6 separate regions of the Mus musculus genome follow, and all the other regions are linked to region 6. A link is a contact called in public Hi-C, promoter capture Hi-C and targeted proximity ligation data. All regions are on one chromosome and are shown on one strand. The core of a region is the stretch at or near the end of the contact, and the rest is flanking DNA. Distances in the headings are between cores, read along the strand shown. Region 1 overlaps C330002G04Rik (a long non-coding RNA gene). Region 2 overlaps Trpm3 (transient receptor potential cation channel, subfamily M, member 3). Region 3 overlaps Ptar1 (protein prenyltransferase alpha subunit repeat containing 1). Region 4 holds the start of Ptar1 (protein prenyltransferase alpha subunit repeat containing 1). Region 5 overlaps Trpm3 (transient receptor potential cation channel, subfamily M, member 3). Region 6 holds the start of Smc5 (structural maintenance of chromosomes 5).

Evidence for each region. Promoter capture Hi-C pulls out the DNA fragments that hold promoters and counts their contacts. Hi-C and Micro-C count contacts between places; a contact is called where the count stands out from the background.
Region 1: a contact with region 6 is called in a promoter capture Hi-C map of hippocampal neurons, with 2.5 times the contacts expected there. A contact is called at or near these places in 9 of 39 promoter capture datasets (the C10 cell line, embryonic stem cells, hippocampal neurons and 4 more) and 2 of 130 datasets of targeted methods (both in embryonic stem cells).
Region 2: a targeted proximity ligation map of stem cell-derived neural progenitor cells shows a contact between it and region 6, with 2.0 times the contacts expected there. A contact is called at or near these places in 7 of 39 promoter capture datasets (3T3-L1-derived adipocytes, the C10 cell line, embryonic stem cells and 3 more), 1 of 484 Hi-C or Micro-C datasets (nephron progenitors), 1 of 130 datasets of targeted methods (stem cell-derived neural progenitor cells) and 2 of 9 other capture datasets (adipose tissue and liver).
Region 3: a targeted proximity ligation map of embryonic stem cells shows a contact between it and region 6, with 6 times the contacts expected there. A contact is called at or near these places in 8 of 39 promoter capture datasets (the 3T3-L1 cell line, the C10 cell line, the HPC-7 cell line and 4 more) and 3 of 130 datasets of targeted methods (embryonic stem cells and forebrain).
Region 4: a contact with region 6 is called in a Hi-C map of CD8 T cells, with 6 times the contacts expected there. A contact is called at or near these places in 11 of 39 promoter capture datasets (the 3T3-L1 cell line, the C10 cell line, the HPC-7 cell line and 5 more), 10 of 484 Hi-C or Micro-C datasets (CD4 T cells, CD8 T cells, LSK cells and 6 more), 9 of 130 datasets of targeted methods (CD8 T cells, the SCID.adh cell line, effector CD8 T cells and 4 more) and 1 of 9 other capture datasets (adipose tissue).
Region 5: a contact with region 6 is called in a promoter capture Hi-C map of hippocampal neurons, with 2.8 times the contacts expected there. A contact is called at or near these places in 3 of 39 promoter capture datasets (embryonic stem cells, hippocampal neurons and stem cell-derived epiblast-like cells), 1 of 130 datasets of targeted methods (pancreatic cancer cells) and 1 of 9 other capture datasets (liver).

Annotation. Positions count from the first base shown.
Region 1 is chr19:23,002,774-23,005,694 of GRCm38.p6, reverse strand. The region is part of intron 5 of C330002G04Rik (a long non-coding RNA gene); the gene reads left to right. Among named protein-coding and RNA genes, the nearest start is that of C330002G04Rik, 72 kb to the left of the region's middle.
Region 2 is chr19:22,939,335-22,942,099 of GRCm38.p6, reverse strand. All of the region lies in intron 22 of Trpm3 (transient receptor potential cation channel, subfamily M, member 3), which reads right to left. Among named protein-coding and RNA genes, the nearest start is that of Gm52388, 14 kb to the right of the region's middle.
Region 3 is chr19:23,705,153-23,708,121 of GRCm38.p6, reverse strand. Ptar1 (protein prenyltransferase alpha subunit repeat containing 1) reads right to left here. Exons shown (of 7, transcript NM_028208.1): 4 at 2,311-2,415. Among named protein-coding and RNA genes, the nearest start is that of Ptar1, 19 kb to the right of the region's middle.
Region 4 is chr19:23,685,881-23,688,872 of GRCm38.p6, reverse strand. It overlaps Ptar1 (protein prenyltransferase alpha subunit repeat containing 1), which reads right to left and starts at 1,473. Exons shown (of 7, transcript NM_028208.1): 1 at 1,328-1,473. The coding sequence starts at 1,413.
Region 5 is chr19:22,882,801-22,885,845 of GRCm38.p6, reverse strand. Trpm3 (transient receptor potential cation channel, subfamily M, member 3) reads right to left here. Exons shown (of 26, transcript NM_001362491.1): 10 at 1,862-1,962; 11 at 364-498. Among named protein-coding and RNA genes, the nearest start is that of Gm52388, 42 kb to the left of the region's middle.
Region 6 is chr19:23,272,320-23,275,185 of GRCm38.p6, reverse strand. It overlaps Smc5 (structural maintenance of chromosomes 5), which reads left to right and starts at 1,289. Exons shown (of 25, transcript NM_001252684.1): 1 at 1,289-1,552. The coding sequence starts at 1,368. Gm33950 (a long non-coding RNA gene) reads right to left here and starts at 1,278. Exons shown (of 2, transcript XR_386613.2): 1 at 1,181-1,278; 2 at 827-962.

The sequences.
Region 1 (2,921 bases), core at 200-2,699, 270 kb after region 6:
GACCTCCTAGTGTGTGATGCCAAAGTATGGAAGATATTTGTAAAGTATTCTTACTGAATAAGCCTACTTTCCATTCTCTCTCCACCATCCATCCATCCATCCATCCATCCATCCATCCTTCCTTCCTTCCTTCCTTCCTTCCTTCCCTTCCTTCCTTCCTTCCTTCCTTCCTTCCTTCCTTCCTTCCTGCCTCCTTCTCTTCGTCCATCCCTCCCTTCCTCCCTTCCTCCCTTCCTCCCTTCCTCTCTTCCTTTCTTCCTCCCTCCCTTCCTCCCTTCCTTCCTTTTTTCCCCCACTGTGGCCCTAGGCTTTGAACACAAGGTTTTGTGTATGCTACACATGCATTCTACCACTGAGTGATAGCCCTATCTTTATCAAACATGTTTAACCCAAGTGTGTCTAACCACCAGATTATAGGACATATAGAAACTAGAAAATAAGACCAAGATATTGGGTAATAACCATGTGAGTTCAGAATGTGAGACAGTCAACAAGATCGTTGACCTGCAATTTTTTGAAAACTCAATTTCATGAGAATTAAGAGTGTCCTGTGGGAGCAGCTGTTGTCTAAAAGGCTAAAGAGCTGTGGCAATCAAATGTACTGGCTTAGAAAATAAAAATAGTCACAAAAATGAATTCAGAAACAACTATGAAATTTCACTTGGACTATATGTTAGATGACATTGGGATGGCTATTGCTTCCTTATGCATGATAACAGTACAGCATCATAGAGGAGAGGTATCATTCTTGGGTGAAAGATACTAAAGTCTACAGAAGTGAAGAGCTTTGATTAACATGGCTTTAGAAAGAAATTTAGATAGAGATGGTGGAAGCAAACAGCAAAATGTTGATAATTGTAAATATGGAAGGTTTATAAATGTTCACTTTCTTCTTCTTCTTCTTCTTTTTTTTTTTTGAGACAGGGTTTCTCTGTGTAGCCCTGGCTGTCCTGGAAGTCACTCTGTAGACCAGGCTGGCCTTGAACTCAGAAATCCCCCTGCCTCTGCTTCCTGAGTGCTGGGATTAAAGGTGTGTGCCACCATTGCCCAACTAGATGTTCACTTTCATATTCTTTCTGTGTTTATGTGTGCTCAGCAACTTCATAATTAGAAATAGAGGGGCTGGAGAAATGGCTCAGAGGTTAAGAGCACTGGATGCTCTTCCAGACAACCTGGGTTTGATTCCTAATATCCACATGGCAGTTCACAAACCATCTTCTGTAACTCCAGTTCCAGGCAATCTAACATACTTTTTTTTGCAGTCCATAGGCACCATGTGTAAACGTGGTACATAGATGTGCATGCAGGCAAAATATCCATATGCATGCAAATAAATAAAAGAAATAGAGGGAACAAATGACTAAGACATGACAGTTCTGCATGTGGATCAGCAGCTTGTGATTTGAAAAACAGCACGTGAATCCAGTTCACTGAGAGCACCCATTGTGAAAGAGAGCAATGTGTCAACCCCACTGAGCCATCACAGGCAGGGCTGCTTGCTTTTATATGGGTGGCACTCCTATTAGCAGACAGTCTTTTCAGATGGTGGAGCAGGAGACAGATTTCCAGGCAATCGTGAGTGACTACCAGGCTCCCATTTGCAGGCACAGCTTTACCGTTGCAGCCACTGTTTCCCAGGAGAGCTGGAAGGTGCAAACTGTTCCCACTGTCTGCATCACGAACAGCTCGACTTGCTTAATTCAGGTTGGGCTGTGTCGACTTTGGTGTGTTTGTGAGCAGCTGCAGAGAGCCGTGAGCGTCTCCGCTGCAGACAGCTGTCAGGTGGGGCTCCTCTGCAGACAGAGGCTCCAGGTGACTCTGCTTTCCATTTGACAGCCTGCGTGGGGTCCTGTTAGGCCTTAATCTGGGTCTCCCAGATCCTTCCTCTGGTGACAGTAGATGAGCTTTAGTTATTCTGTGATCCCCTTTAAACAGTTGTACAAACCTTACCTCTTGTGTATCCCCTTACTGTTCCTAGCTTCCTGCACATCCCAATAAATGAATATAAATCAAGAAATTTAGGATTCATGAGCATAGTCCAACCTGTAAGTGCTTGTAGCCAGCAGAGAAATTGAGAGAATGGGTTAGAAAAGAGATCAGACTGGTTTTTTAAAATTTTTTTTTTTAAAGTGTCTGTCTAACATGATAGAGCTGACCTGCTTTTCGTCCACTGCAGACTGAGCTAATGGCCCAGTAAAATTGATTGAATAAAACTGAACCACCAGGAGCTTCCACCATTAGCATAGAAGCCCAGAGAGCAGAGACAGCTCTGGTTGAAAGCCTACAACAGGACAACCAGTTGTCTTCTTTTGCTTGGGCTAGATATGAACTCTGAGGAAAAGAAGTTATTGATGATGTTAGGCAATGTGGCTCATGTTTGGAATCTCAGCACTTGAGAAAATGAGGCAGAATGGGTACTGTAAGTTTGGGGCCAGCCAGAGTTGCAGAGTAAGACCCTTGGCTCAAAAACAATGAAAAAGAAAGCAAAAAAGAAAAATAAAGCAATATTGTATTTGTACACACACTCTCACACACACACACATGCACATATGTGTGCACATATGCTTGTGCCTATGTGTGTTAACATACGTCATCCCTCCATCTATTCATCCTCTGTACCTAGCTCAGATACCTCTTGTTTAGCAAAATAGATCCCTTGGCAGAGCTGACACAAGGACCCCAGAGATCAGATTTCTTTGTGAACTAGGGAAAACACATTATAGAATAGGGTATGGTTGTGTTCACTAAATAAGCAAGGTACGCCAGATGTGGTGGTGTGCACCTTTAATTCCAGCAGAGTCAGGCAGATTTCTGTGAGTTTGAGGGCAGCCTGGACTACATAGGGAGTTCCAGGACAGTCAGGACTTTATAGAGACACCTGTTTCCGGAAACCAAAATGAATGAATGAATGAGGCAAGACA
Region 2 (2,765 bases), core at 175-2,674, 330 kb after region 6:
TACTCACAAGAGGAAATACAGAGACAAAGTGTGGAGCAGAGACTGAAGGAAAGGCCATCCAGAGACTGCCCCACCCGGGGATCCATTCCATATACAGTCACCAAACCCAGACACTATTGCAGATGCCATGAAGTGCTTGCTGACAGGAGCCTGGTATAGCTGTCTCCTGAGGGGCTCTTTCAGAGCCTGACAAATACAGAAGCAGATGCTTGCAGCCAACCATTGGACTGAGCACGGGGTCCCCAGTGGAGGACTTAGAGAAAGGACTGAAGGAGCTGGAGGGGATTGCAATCTCAGGAAGAACAACAATATCAACTAACCAGATCCTCCAGAGCTCCCAGGGACTAAAACACCAACTAAAGTGTACATATGGAACAACCCATGGCTCCAGCCGCATATGTAACAGAGGATGGCCTTGTTGGTCATCACTGAGACGAGAGGCCCTTGGACCTGTAAAGGCTCGATGCCGCAGAGTAGGAGAATGCGAGGGTGAGGAGACAGGAGTGGGTGGGTGGAGGATCACCCTCATAGAAGCAGGGGAAGGGGGACGGTATAGGAGGTTTCTGTAGAGGAAATTGGGAAAGGGGATAACATTTTAAATGTAAATAAAAAAAATCCCATAAAAGAAAAGAAAAGAAAACAAAAAAAAAATTTAAGATCGAATATCTCCTTTCTGGTAAGGGTAAGTGGTGACATTGTCCTTGGTTGAGGATCAATGTAATGGGTTTGTACTTTGGGGGGGGGGGGTTATTGTCATCGTCGTCGTCGTCATCATCGTCATCGTCATCATCGTCATCATCATCTATTTGGCAGTGTTGGGGACCAAACTTACAACCTTGAACATAAGAGAGAGTTATTGTATCATTCCAGATCCTGGCAGATTTTCCTTCGGCCACAAGAAAGCCTCTTTGGATGCATTCCAGCTTCTTGTGGTTGTCCCAAGACCTTTTTGACCTTCAGGCTTCTTGTGTGATACGTGTCTGGTGCATTTGTAGGCTGGAAAAGGATGTACTAAGAATGAAAAAGCAAAATGTGAAGAGGGAGGCAGAGGGGAAAGAGGGCAGGAAGAGAGGGATGGAGAGGAACAGAGAAGGAGGAAGATGCATGCACACATTGGTTCTTCTTCCTTCCCTTACTTTGTAGACTTCTGTAGGATCAAAGGAGAGGAAGTGGGGAGAAGAACACAGATTGAACTGGCAATGCTGGTCTGGGGGGCGGAGAACTGGGGGCCTAGGGCTTTGGAGCTTCAAGTAATCCCGATACTTAAAACAGGCATTAGCAAAATAGTGTAGGCAGCATTAGGATGGTGTTTGGAGAAAGCAGGATGTCTGCCAAGGTGCTTGGCAGAACCACCATGTAGGCACAGTCCTTTTACCACACCGTGCCTGGGCCCTGCTCCCTGCCCTGCAGTCACACAGTTGCCTCATGCTGCCCTCTGGCTGCTCAAAGCCTACTTCACCCAGGCGGAGCCATCTGCTGCAGCATTTCCTGTCCTGCTTCCAGCTCCCCCTTTCTGGATGCTGATTTCAGCTATTTGGAGAGTTAAGACCAAACAGGCAAATGCGTTACACTAAGGGGAGATGAGTCTGCAGGTTTAACCTGGTCAGGGGATCCTGGCTCTTCGAAGGGAAGTTTGCTGTTCCTTGGTTACGGGAGATTTGGAACAAAGAATATTTTTTTTTCTGCCTTCTCTGGTTTCTCTGAAGCGAGCATGGGAGTGGTGTATTTTCTAGCCGGTGGTCTCTCTGTCCCCCTCTGCCCTCTCTCACAGTTGAGTTTCTTAAGTTAGAGATCTCACTTAGAAAGGGGCTCCAGACAAGATGAACTGTGAAAGAAACCAACTTTCTTAGCTTGGCATGTAATGTGTTTGCTAACAATCTGTCTTTCTAACCTCTTCCCTATTCATTCTTCCAAGAATTAGTAGACGAGATGGATACAGATGCTGGTCCCAGCTCCTCCCTTAAAAACCTCAGACAGTGCAGCCAGAGGCCACATAAAAGGCCAGAAGAAAACAAGGGCAAACCAGGGCAGGCTCAGGTGGCCTGAGAGCGCCTCGCCTCCTATGTGGAACTAACCTGGGGATTAGCTCCTGGCTGGCACAGGAAGGAGATCTCCTGTCTTTGTTCTTTCCAGCCCCATCTGTGAACACCCGACATGCTTTGTCATCTGTCTTTGACTTCGGACATGATCATCCTTTCATTAGAATGGTTTATCTGTCTGAAAAACTCCTAATTCCATTCACAATTCAGTTTAACTCTTTATCACCAAGGCAAATGCCTCCGACCTCCCTTGCTTTCTCTGCCTCTCTGCTTTGTTGTGGCTCCCCGAGCTACTGCTAAATTAAACTGTACTCTTCTTTCTTGTGAGTGAATTCCTTATAAGTCACCTCTATAGAAAATAAATCCCACCAATTTGTAATGTTCTGTTGATGTGCCAATCCTCCCATTAACTGTTCTTCAAAGGCAATGAAGTAACCCCCCCCCCCCCCAACCCCCAGCTTCTGGCAAAGAGCCTGACACACGGAAATGTTCAGTATCAGTGAATAGACCCATTCAAACTAGGGTAGCAGGATGTTCCCTGTGTTCTCTCCTGTAGTTGATGGTAAGATTTACTGTCCACACAGGAGGACACACAGAGCAAATATGTCCAGTGTTACTACAGCCCAGATCAAGAAATAGTTATCCATCAGAATTGAGGATGTCACTAAGGCAAAGACTGAAAATCCCATATTTGACCTGAAACTGCTGGTGCCTTCTATACAGAAC
Region 3 (2,969 bases), core at 347-2,846, 430 kb before region 6:
AAGCACCCAACCCTCAAGAGACTGGAGGACCCAGGGAGTTTAGAGGTCAGGTAGGGTGGGGGGTGGGGACATCCACGTGGGGACTGGGTGGGGTAGGGAGGAGGTGTGTGATGTGGAGCAGTTGGAGGGTGGATGGGGGAGGGGCAGGGAATGGAATATGGAGTGTAAAAAATAAATTAAAAATAAAATTAAAAAAAGAAAGTTTCATGCTCATGTTTTGATTTTGTAAGAACAATAGCCTCTTGTTTTTCTATAAAAATACATTGTTTCTAAACTTAAAACAAACAAACAAACAAAACCAGTGTGGGTCAGAAGGGAGACATGAGAATTACAGACAGGAAAGGGAAGCTTGTCTAAAACTTAAAATCCATCAAAAAGAAGTCATCAGTTCCAAAATGCCAACTTCCAAACTCTACTTGACCAAGAAATATGTGCCTGCATGTGCGTGCGTGCGTGCGTGCGTGTGTGTGTGTGTGTGTGTGTGTGTGTGTGGTAGGCTGGGCACATGGCTGAGGGCACTGGGAGGAGGCAGCTAACTCATGTGCCAGCTATGTGTGCACGCCTCTCCTGCATTTGTTTGCAAACAAAGGGCTCTGTTTTGATAGCTGTCATTAAGCAAAATTTCTATAAATCAGCATAAAATGTGGAAAACATAAAATATATTGAAGCATCAAGGTTGGCAATTTCCTCAGCCACAGATTTTCCTCTTGTCTATGTATATTTTGCATCAGCATACATTTCAGTCAAAAGCAATAGAAAAGGTTTCAAACCACTTTATAATTTTATGGAAGCATACTTTCAGACTGAAAAATTTCAAACCCGTAGGTACAAAAAAACGAGTAAGAAAATTCATTTCATTGTTAAACAATGAAGTTTCACAACAGAACAGTTTTGGTTTTAAATTACAGATCTCCTCCCCAGTAACTGAGATGTGTGTTCATCGTTTCCTTCTGGCACCGGCCGACCCTTCACCTCCCTCCCCCAACACTAGCATACGACTCTCTGAGGCATACCATGCCAATTTTGGTAAGGAAGAAAATACAACTAACTGGTTTGATAAGAGCCCACTCACAGTGCTAGCCCAAGGTTTTAGCCCTGATGCCTCAAACCTGCTCAAAAACCCAACAGTGTTCATGACAGAAATGCTTGAGGTGTAAGGAGGACAAAGTGACGGAGAATAACTTCTTCAGACCAGCAGGCCACACTGGTGTAGTTTAGCGAAGGGAGAGGAGTTACATGAGACCTCAGAAAAGCATGTTTTCCAATAACAGAATTTTCAGAGTCTTTAGTTGTATTCTGGCTGTCTCAGATTCCCACCCTAAAGACACTCTTTGCATTTATGTTTTTAATAGCTTTTCACTTACTCCAAACATCAATCAGTTACCTTTAGCTTCTTTAAAATTTACCTTTAATCATCTCAACCACTAGACCACCATGCCTACCAGGACCACAAGCTTATAGGGAGTTGGTCTGTTGCTGGGTATATAAATCCTAAATTCTAAAATCTAAAGATCTGGTTGCCATCCAGACAGGCAGGTCCTCACATCCAGTGGCCTTTGTTATGTAGACCTTGCTCCGAAATGTAAAGCCGCTGTGAACAGAAGGCTGGAGCCTGTGACTGGGCAGCAGAGAGAGGCAGGGCCTGAGAAACCAAATGAGGGGTCCTGGGAAAGACCATGGGGAGAAGGGGAGAGAAGATGGACAGAGCAGGAGGTCTGCATTAGACGGGATGGACCAGGAGCATGTGGCTGAGAGAAATGCCCCCTTAGCACAGGCTGATGGAGCAAACCAGCCTGGACTAGACTCAAACAGCAAGTAGCAAGAGGCCTGTGGTTTGGCTACAGGTGAGAACAGCATAGAATCTACCAAATCTAGGCTTACAGCTTATAAATAAAATACCAGGATTTTGTGTCTTACGAACTAGCTAGAATATATAATTCATTTACACAAGCCCATGTATTATAGCTAAGTATCTAAATGCAATCTCCAAAACTGTTACAGATGGCTGAAAGCAGCCAGCATTAGTGAGCACTTACTATGTGCCAGACATTGTAGCAGTGCTTGTATGCAGGATTTTAAGAGCACTGAACTATGAATTCTATGAGACAAGTATAAGTATTGGTCATGTTTTGTGAATATGAAGACTCAGACTTGGAAGGACTTGCTACCATGGCACTCAGGTAGCAAGTGATAATTCTTAGAATCAAATGTATATATACAATGTGACTCTAGAATTCAGATTCTGAACAAACACATAATCGTAAGCTATGATCTTACATACTGAACAGGAATAGAACACTATCAACACACCTGTGAATCCATGTCTCTGGACTCTTAGGAAACTTAGTTAAGGCCAGTTTTCCCAGATGCAGATCCTTAATTGGACTTAAAGTGCCAGAGAGGATGAGCTCTTTCCTGTAACAGAGAAGAAAACCGTCACTTCTCTATTCAAGCGTTCCTTATGGCTCTCAGTAAAATTCATGGTGAATCACCAAGAAGTATTAAAGAACAGACAACCAAACAGAGAGGCCGAGGTGAACGGCTCAGTGAGCAAAGTGCTTCCTGTGTGAGTGTGATCCCCAGAACCTACATAGAGATCAGGCCACAGCAGGCAGGAGCCTGTGATCTCAAGTGCAGGAGGCAGGGGGATTTGGGGCTGTCTCAAGTCACCACATAGGCGTCATCTGTCTGCAAACCCCTAGGTCTCATCCCAGAGAAACTAAACCAGGAATGGTATGAGTGAGCCATATTAAAGTTAAAAACTATTGCTTCATTTTGTCAACATGGCAAAAGCTAGGATCATCTGGGAAGAGGTACCTCAAGTGAGAAAAACCCGTCAGCATTAAGCTGGTCTATGGGCAAGTCTGTGGGGCAGTTTCTTGATTAGTGATTGATATGGGAGGCCCAGCCTCCTGTGGGCTGTGGTACCCTTGGTTCTGAGTTATATATGAAAATGGGCTGAGCAGGCA
Region 4 (2,992 bases), core at 224-2,723, 410 kb before region 6:
CTTGCCCAGCTTCCCCCCCCCCCCCAAAGGATGTGTCTTTTACTTGCTCTGCAGCTGGAATTCTCAAAAAGGGCCTCAAAGACAGACACACAAGACATCAAAGCATTCCTTAAAAGGCCCAGCAGCCACTATGGCTACTGCCAGGAAATCACTCCAAACACTCATTGGGGAAAAAAGTCAGCAGTCAAAAGAGGAAAGGAGGACGACTTAGGGGCTGTCGGGGCTGGCAGGTATGTTTAGAGGCCAGTAGTCTTTTGTCTTGAAGGAAGTACAGTTTTAAGTCCTTAATTGAGAGAAGAAAGCAGGCCATCTGAGGACTTCTAAATTCTTTTCTGAGATCATCTTGGAGGAAAAGAACACTTGATTAAAGTGTTTGGCCTTTCATTTAGTGGAAAAGCTAAGGAGGCTAGAATGCGTAAAAATAATTCATGTGTTTTAGTAAAAAAAATTAAAATATTAAAAATAAATTGTATAACCAATGAGAAAATAATACAAAACCGGACTTCATGTTTGTTTCCCCAGGAATGGGCTACATTCTGGCTTCTTATTCTTTTGTATACTGATGTAGGTAACTCTTTAGTAGCTTCCTTTCCATTCGTTAAAGGGAGAGTATCAGGAAAAGAAAAATACAATCTTAAGAGTATCTTCCTAGAGAGTAACAAATAAAATGGAAAGGGAGGAGAAAGAGATAATATATGTATCAGTTCAGGAGTGAACTTTTAGAAGGCAACAATGCTAGGTAAGAATGCCTTAAGATGCTCGTCTGTAACTTCGGACGCGCTACTAATAAAAAAAAAGTATCCAGTTTGCAACAGCTTTATAAGATCCACTCAGGTCACCTTCAAAAATTGTTACATCCGACTCGCTTTGCAATTTTGTGACAAGCGAGTCGAAAAGTCAAAGGCAGCTTCCAATCACCTTTAGTTAACCCGAAAGGGGGCTGTAGGGAGTATGATGGGGTGGATAATCCTCTATAGCCACGCACTGGATGCAACCGAGAGTCGCCTCCAAGACACAGAGACCCACGGTAGTGGCCCGCGGGGCAAGCGCATCCCGGCGGAGGGCGGCGGGGAGAAGAGTTGCCACAACTCCCGGGACGCGTCGCGCAGGGCAGAAAACTCCACGCTCCGACGTGGCTCTCGGAGGTCGCTCCCCGGCACTGCCCCGCCACGCGTCTTGGTAACGGCCAGCCGGCTCGGCGCGACAGTCCCAGCCGCGCTCCGCCTGTCGGAAGCGCGCGTGGGCCCCGAGCGGCCCCGGCGAGTGGACTAGAGCGCGGCCCCGAGCCGCCCCCGACGACCCCGGCGGCGCAGGGCGCGCCACTCACATGTGCGGGTTCCTTCGGAAGGCGTTGGTGATGTCCTTCACCACCCTCTGCACCAGCACCGCCACCTCCTCGTTCGACTCGGCCATGTTGGCGGCCGCCGCGATCGGGCGCGCCTCCGGCAGAGCCCAGCCGCCGGCGGGAGTTCCGCGGGGGCGCGCGCGCGCGCTGGCTCAGGCGCGTTCTCGCCGAGGCCGCCGAGCACTTCCGGGTCAGGGAGGGCCGCAGCACCGCTGGGTTGGGCCGGCTCTTCGAGCTCGGTGGCTTTTGGTGGAGTTTTGGTTCACTAGGCGTGGAGGAAGGAGGCTTCCCCCGCACTTCTCCGAGCAGCCGTGTCCCAGAGTGGCCTTTACCCAGGGACCTCCGGATGGCTGCACCAGGCCCGCTTCACCGGCCCACCCGGGGAGGAGGCGGGTTGCTGACCTCCTTTTGCACGCCTGTGCTACTTTATGCATGAAGTGTAAAGTAGCGCGTTTAGTTAGATCTTGTAATGTAGTAAGCAAAGGAAAGAAAGTACAGGAGAAAGAACCCTTCAGATCTCGGGGATAAGGTTAAAAACAAAAGTAACCCACTGTACTTCTGTACTTTTAGCATTTTTGATACATTTCGTGATCACTACGTTAATTTGGAGTATAAAATAAAATAAAGGCTTTGACAATTGTTCCTGACCTCTCTTGCTCCACAAATTATAAGATTGCTCTGTTCCATTTGGATTTTAAAAGTGTTGTAATTAAAATTTTTATTTTTATATATCAGGTTTATTTGTCCCTTCTAAGTACAAAGTTCTGACTGCCTCTAACTGGTGATGGTGTCTCCTCCTCCTCCTCCTCCTCCTCCTCCTCCTCCTCTCCCTCCTCCTCCTCCTCCTCCTCCCCGTCCTCCTCCTCCTCTTCCTCCTTCTCTGATGCTTGAAGTCTGTATCTTTTTAATTTTTGGTTTTTGGCCCTGGCAAGGTAGTGCGTGGCTGTGATCTTGGGAGGTAAAAACAGGAGGTGACATTCAAGGTTATCTTTGGCTGGGCTATTTGAAACTTGGATCTCTGAAAAGCAAACTGTGGTTGGTCCTGATCCTGGTGAAGAAACAAGAGACAGTCTACAAACTTGTGGAAAGCAAAACAGACCTGATTAAGACCCTAAAAGACTCTGACAAGCTCTGGGAGAAGCAGTGAGACAAATGGGGTGTGTTGCATCCCTAGACCAAGAGCAAGTTCAAGAGTCCTGTCGAAGAGTGATACCAGGGGCTGGAGAGATGGCTTAGCAATGAAGTACACTTGTTTTTAGCAACCACAACCACCTGTAACCCCAGCTCCAGATGATCCAACATCCTCTTCTGGCTTCTGTGGGAACATACACGCACACACATCTTTTACATTTTTTTAAAAAGTAATATGCTACTGGAGGTTCCTCGGAAAATTGGAAATAGGTCTACCTAAAGACCCAGCTATACCACTCTTGGGCATATACCCAAAAGATGCCCCACCATGCCACAGGGGCACATGCTCCACTATGTTCATAGCAGCCTTATTTGTGAGAGCCAGAAGCTGGAAACAACCCAGATGTCCCACAATGGAAGAATGGATACAGAAAATGTTCATTTACACAATGGAGTACAACTCAACTATTAAGAACAAGGACATTATGAGGTTTGCAGGCAAATGGATGGAACTAC
Region 5 (3,045 bases), core at 161-2,660, 390 kb after region 6:
TGGTGCTAAACCAACCCTCCTTGCACTATTTGTCACCAACACCTCCCTGGGCTTACAGAGTGCGTGTGTTCCAATTGACAGAGACCTGCTTGTGGTTTTGAGTTAGAATCTGAGAACAACGCCCTATGGTGATCACGACACCTTTTGCCTAAGATGCTGACAACTGAGCAGTTAGAACAAGTGAGTTCTTGGTGACTCGGTGTCTGTCGTCTATCCAGGTGTAAGGGAATGCAAGTGAGGAATGACGCATGCATCACAGGAGAGACAGGAAGAGAATCACAGGCATGGGGGTATGGGCAGGCAGGATGAGGGAAACAAACAGAAGAGAAAGAGAAATGAAAAGGCATCTTAGCTTGGCCCTACCGTATTGTACAGTTCCTCTAGTCTGGAGATGGTGAGAAAACGGTGCATGCTTACTCCATTTTCTATGAGTAATTTCACAAAATCCACTCTGTCCAGGACTAGGGCATCCAGCATGGCTTGCTCCAGGGACCCTACCTGCAATTCAAGATATTCACTTAGCCTGCCCACGTCAGAGAAGCGCAGTTCCTCCGGGCTCACCCAGAAGGCTTGATATCTGCAAGTCTCTAGATAAACCAGACAGAGCCAGTGCTCCGATGCCAGGTGGCACCCCTGGTCCTGGAGGCACAGGTCTTGGGAAACAGAAGTCAAGGACTCCAGGTCTAGAAGCTACTTTCTCTCCTAAATCTCTTTCTTGTTCTGGAGCCTCAGGATCCAAGGTCTTCCTCCTGATGGATTCTCTGGCTAGTTTTCTGCTGTGCCTGTACAGGTGGCACTAGACACTTTCCTGCCTTCCTTTCCTTCTTTCCTAGGCTCTGAATGAGAGCCCCGGCTGACTTGAGGATAGGAACCCAGGAAAACATAGCTGAGGGCCAAACAGGCCTGGACAGGTGTGCAGGTGTGTAGTAACGGACACTCCGGAGGCAAACTGGCGTCACATAACTTAAGAACAATGTATTTTCTGGGTTGGAGCACTGGACTGGCTGTGATTTGTATTCTTCTCACGTTCTCTCATTTTTTTCAACGTCCAGATTCCTTGACAAATACGCTCCCCGATTAGAAATCCTTGAACTCTATAAGGACAGGTACTCAGTGGTGGCCAGAGCTCCTGGGGATGGAAGGTTCAGAGAGTCTTACTTCCAAGCTGATGCTGGGCTGCCACCCGTGGATGCGTGCGCACATCACCCAATGGCCCATTTCCCAAGTTATGATTTTTGACAGCCAAATGACGGGGGAAAAAAAAAAAGCCACGGGCAGTTATATAAAGCTTTGGTTCACTTGTGCTGGGATAGGTCGACCTGCGCTCAACCACCAGGACCAGATGGTACCTGTACACAGAGGCCTGGCCCATTAGCAAACCAGCAGGAACGTGCCGCCATTTGGTGGCAGCAGCTTCCTCCTTCTGCTCGCCTAAAAGACAACCAGAAACATGCGAATCCTCTCTCTCTCTCTCTCTCTCTCTCTCTCTCTCTCTCTCTCTCTCTCTCTCTCTCTCTCTCTCTCTCTCTCTCTCCCCTCCCTCCCTTCCTCCCTCCACTCCTCTAAATTTTAACTTTTTTATAACTGTATCTTTAAAGATTGAATAATAAGATAGGCTATGCGTCCAAAAATTGCTAAGAGCCAGGGAACCTTTAGTGGTGCGCTTAGCAATATCGTCCACTAGGTGACAGCATGTTCCCAAACACGAGACTGCTGCCCAGCTATGCTATGCAAAAGAAGATTCCTCCATCCCCGCCCCAACCCCGCCCAAATTTCTGATCCACTTTCAAAGGTTCCGTTAAAAACCCTTGTCAAGCGCATGGTGGCTTTTCAAGGGTAACGACTACGACGTATACTCTACCGGCCACTGCTGCCCGTAAATAAAGATCTGGCTGCGAGCGATGTCAACTCTGTTCCAGGCTAAAGCTAAGCTCAGTTGGTCTGGGGCGGATGCATTGGCACCTGTATAAAGTGGGACGGAAAAACAAAACAAAACAAAACAAAACAAAACAAAACAAAACAAAACAAAACAAAAACAAACAAACAAACAAAAAAAGACAAGAGAAACACAGTAGTTAGTTATGCCACGAAGACCCTTCCAGTCACTTCTTCATCGATTCCTCTTCTCCACAACCAAGCCGTGTGACTCCATTCCACTAATGACATTTTGTGTGTGTGTCTGTGCGCGCGCGCAGGGGGATCCTTCTTTGCCACGGTCTGTTTTCCTGTGCACTGTAGATCTATCTTCTATCTATCTATCTATCTATCTATCTATCTATCTATCTATCCATCCATCCATCCATCTATCTACTGTTTATTTTAAAGACAGGATGGGGCACTCATTCCTGGCTTGGCTTCCTCGATGTTGGAATAGCAGGTGAGTGTCGCCATGCCCGACATCGATTGCATTTCAATACCCAGTAGCCACGTGTGACTAGAAGCACACATAACATTTCTGTCTCTACAGAAGGTTCTGCTGTGATAGGCATGTTGTCCACACATGCGGCCCCTCAGCAGCTGCCTGTGTGGCTGAGAACAGGTACAGCCTAGAAGGTAGTGGGAATATCTTGCATCCTCTGCTGTCCATCTTGTGGTTGGGTGAGATAGGACCTCTCTAAGCCACTGTTCTGCCAGCTAGAAAATGAAAACAATAAAAATTATCCTATCTTATTTAATAGAGATGCCCTGCGACCAAAATGGAATCATATATGTGAGTTCACATGCCAACAGGTTTTTTCCCCCATTGATACCCTTGGCGTATGGAATAAGAGACCTCACTGCACCCTGCTCCATTTTTACTCTACTGAATATCCTACTAGCAGGGGAGAGGAGAAAACAGAAAGCACTCTCTTTTGGCTCAGAGAATTTGAAAAGTGAACATATGTTTGGCAAGCTCTTAGGAATTTCCATGTGTTGTGCTAAGGAATGTCCCAAGCGGTCCTAGACTTTGGCTCTTGCTATCTGCACCGGGCAGATGAAGATGCTCAAGTCCAGGTTGGCTAGAGTGACAGGGAAAGGTCACACATCTCCTAACAGAATGCCCAG
Region 6 (2,866 bases), core at 40-2,539:
ATCTTTGAAAGGGCTAATGAGATGAACATGGGCACAGGGAGGTAGAGCCATTCCTAAAGAAGCAGGGAATTTAAAGACCCTGAAAGGACCCCTATGGAAGATTTAAAGGAAGGATTGAAGAAAGCGAAGGGGATGGTAACCCCATAGGTAGACCAACAATATCAACTAACCTGAACCCCTAGGAGCTCCCAGAGAATAAGCCACCAACCAAAGAACATACATGGGCTGGTCCAAGGCCACCAGCACATATGTAGCAGAGAGCAGCCTTGTCTGGCCTTAGTGGAAGAGGATGTGCTTAGTCCTGCAGAGACTGGATGCCCCAGGGAGGGGGGATACCAAGGGAGAGGCACCCTCTCAGAGTCAAAGAGGAGGAGCGATGGGGGGGGGGGGGAAGAACTCTGGGGGGGGGAGAGAGACAACATTTGGGTTGTAAATAAGTGAAATGCTTAATTAAATAAAAGAAAGAAAGAAAAGAAAAAAGAAACCCTGAAGGGAGAGGCCATCTGGTGGCTGCACTGGAACTGGTGGCTGCACTAAGGAAGCAGAAGTAGTAAAAGTTCAAGACCAGCCTGGGCTCTCTAGTGAGTAGTAGTCCATCTAGAGCTATATAAAGAGTCTGTCTCAAATAAATAAATAAATGTATGTGCTGGGAGATAGCATGATGGCCCAGTGGTTAAGAGAACGGACTGCTATTCTAGAGGACCTGGGTTCCACTGTCTGTAACTCCGAGATCTGACACCCTCACACAGACATACATACATGCAGGCAAAACATCAATGCACATAAAATAAAAATAAATAAATTATACAATAAAAGGACTAGGAAGTGTGAGTGGGCAAGTAATTAATACACTCTTCACAATCTTGAGAGCATCAGATGGTTGTTAGTGCCATGCTTCCAACAACAGGCACAGTCAACAGGCATCTTTTCTTTGGAGTTCATTTGAGCACCAGGGAAGGAAACTGCAATGTAGAACATAAGACAGATGAAGCCTGGAGTTCTGGGAGGGACCGTTGCAAAGTAGTAACACACACACACACACACACACACACACACACACACACACACACACACACACACACACACACACGAGAAACACACAGAGACACACACAGAGACACACACAGAGACACATACACACACACACACACACACAGACACACACACACACACATCGCACCTCTGAGGCCACCGGGGAGCGTTGGTCGGGGCGTGGCCTCGGGTTTGCGGGGCGGAACCGCGCAAGCGCATCGGGGCCGCGGGGGCGGGGTCAGGCGGGGTCAGTTAGCGCGGGAGCCGGGCGCGGAGGCTCCTGGGCTGCGGCTCGCCGGGAACGGAAGCCGCTGCGGGACGCGGAGGAAGCCAGGATGGCGACTCCGAGCGGGAAGGCTGCTCCCCCCAACCCCCAGGTTTCCAAGCGGTCTCTCCCGAGAGATGCTTCCTCCGAGGTCCCGAGCAAGAGAAAGAACTCGAACCCGTTGCCGACGCTGCCGCGGCCGTCCGGGACCTTCGTCGAGGGCTCAATCGTCCGCATCGCCATGGAGAACTTCTTGTGAGTGGCGGCAGGCCGCGCTGGGCGGGAGCAAGCGGCCCGCAGGCCCGGGGCGGTGGGCTGTGCCCGGCGGTGGGGAACCTGTGCCAGGCTAACCCTGAGGCATTCCCTGCCTAGGCCACGAAGACTGGCCGTGTTGGCTGTAGTAGGCGTGTGGCCTGATGTTTTTATCCACCCAGTGGTTTTGGAAGGCGTCGGCTCTAGGCAGTAGATACGAAGGGGCCGGGTCTCTAGTTTGTTAATCTGCGAATCTCGATCTACCACGGACCTGTGCACTTCACAAAACTCGACAGTTACAGCAGAGTGGCAAATTTTAAAAAGTGTACACGATTTCCAGAATGGGCAGATGACATGGTAATGGTTGTTGATTGGAGATTAGAGTGTACCAAAGAAATTAAAAATCGTGTTCCCAGTTTTTGTACCTCCTTGCAGATTCTTGCCCCGTCCAATCCTCCTTTCTTCCTTGCCCCGACCCCAACTAGTTGAGTAGATTCTAAATGTTACCAGAAATATCATTATCTGTTTATCATCTTAGAGTTATCTTTTCGAGGTATTTTTTCTTAAATGTAGGCTTGCATAATTTATAGACCCTTAATAACAATACCATTTTTTTTTCAAGCAGTTGTGTATCAGGTGTTCGTTTGTTTTATTTACACATCGCTGCGTTTCTACCTGTCTTTGTTGATGACATAAACTCATGGCTATTGTTTTTTTGCCCCGGTCTGTATAGATTCTAATAGCAAAATTGCTAATTTGAATCCTGATCAGGAAAGGTAACTGTACTCAGCATGAGGTTATCTGCTGTAACTTATCTACCCAGGATTTCATGGGAGGCACAGACTGAAAAGGCTAAGTCCATCCCCAACCATCAGAGCTTTGTGAAGAAGATACTAAAGTAGAAAAGGAGGGAAGACGATTACCCAAAGAAGGAACTGCCTGAAAGCCAGTTTGTAATGTTTCGTGAGTGACCTTAGGTAGAATGTAAGAACATAGGTGAATAGAGGTTGGAAACGATTGTTCCGGCTTGTCTGTTACTATACTAAAGAACTCCAGCATCATCCTGCAGGCAGGCGGTCGGGAACCTGTGATTTTGAAAGGGTGCCAGATAGCAAGCAAGAATATTTAAAGTAAGAAAGCAAGAATGCAGAGCTGAAAGGGTTATTTGATAAGATCTGCCTATAGATTGTGAGGCCTGAGAGTGGAGGAGTGTGTCCTAGTTCTTCCCAAGTCTGGCTCTGGCTAACCAATCTGGTTATTCAAGAGAGAGTAGTGGGGGGGTGGAGTGGACGGAGAATAAATGATGAATGCAGTTGA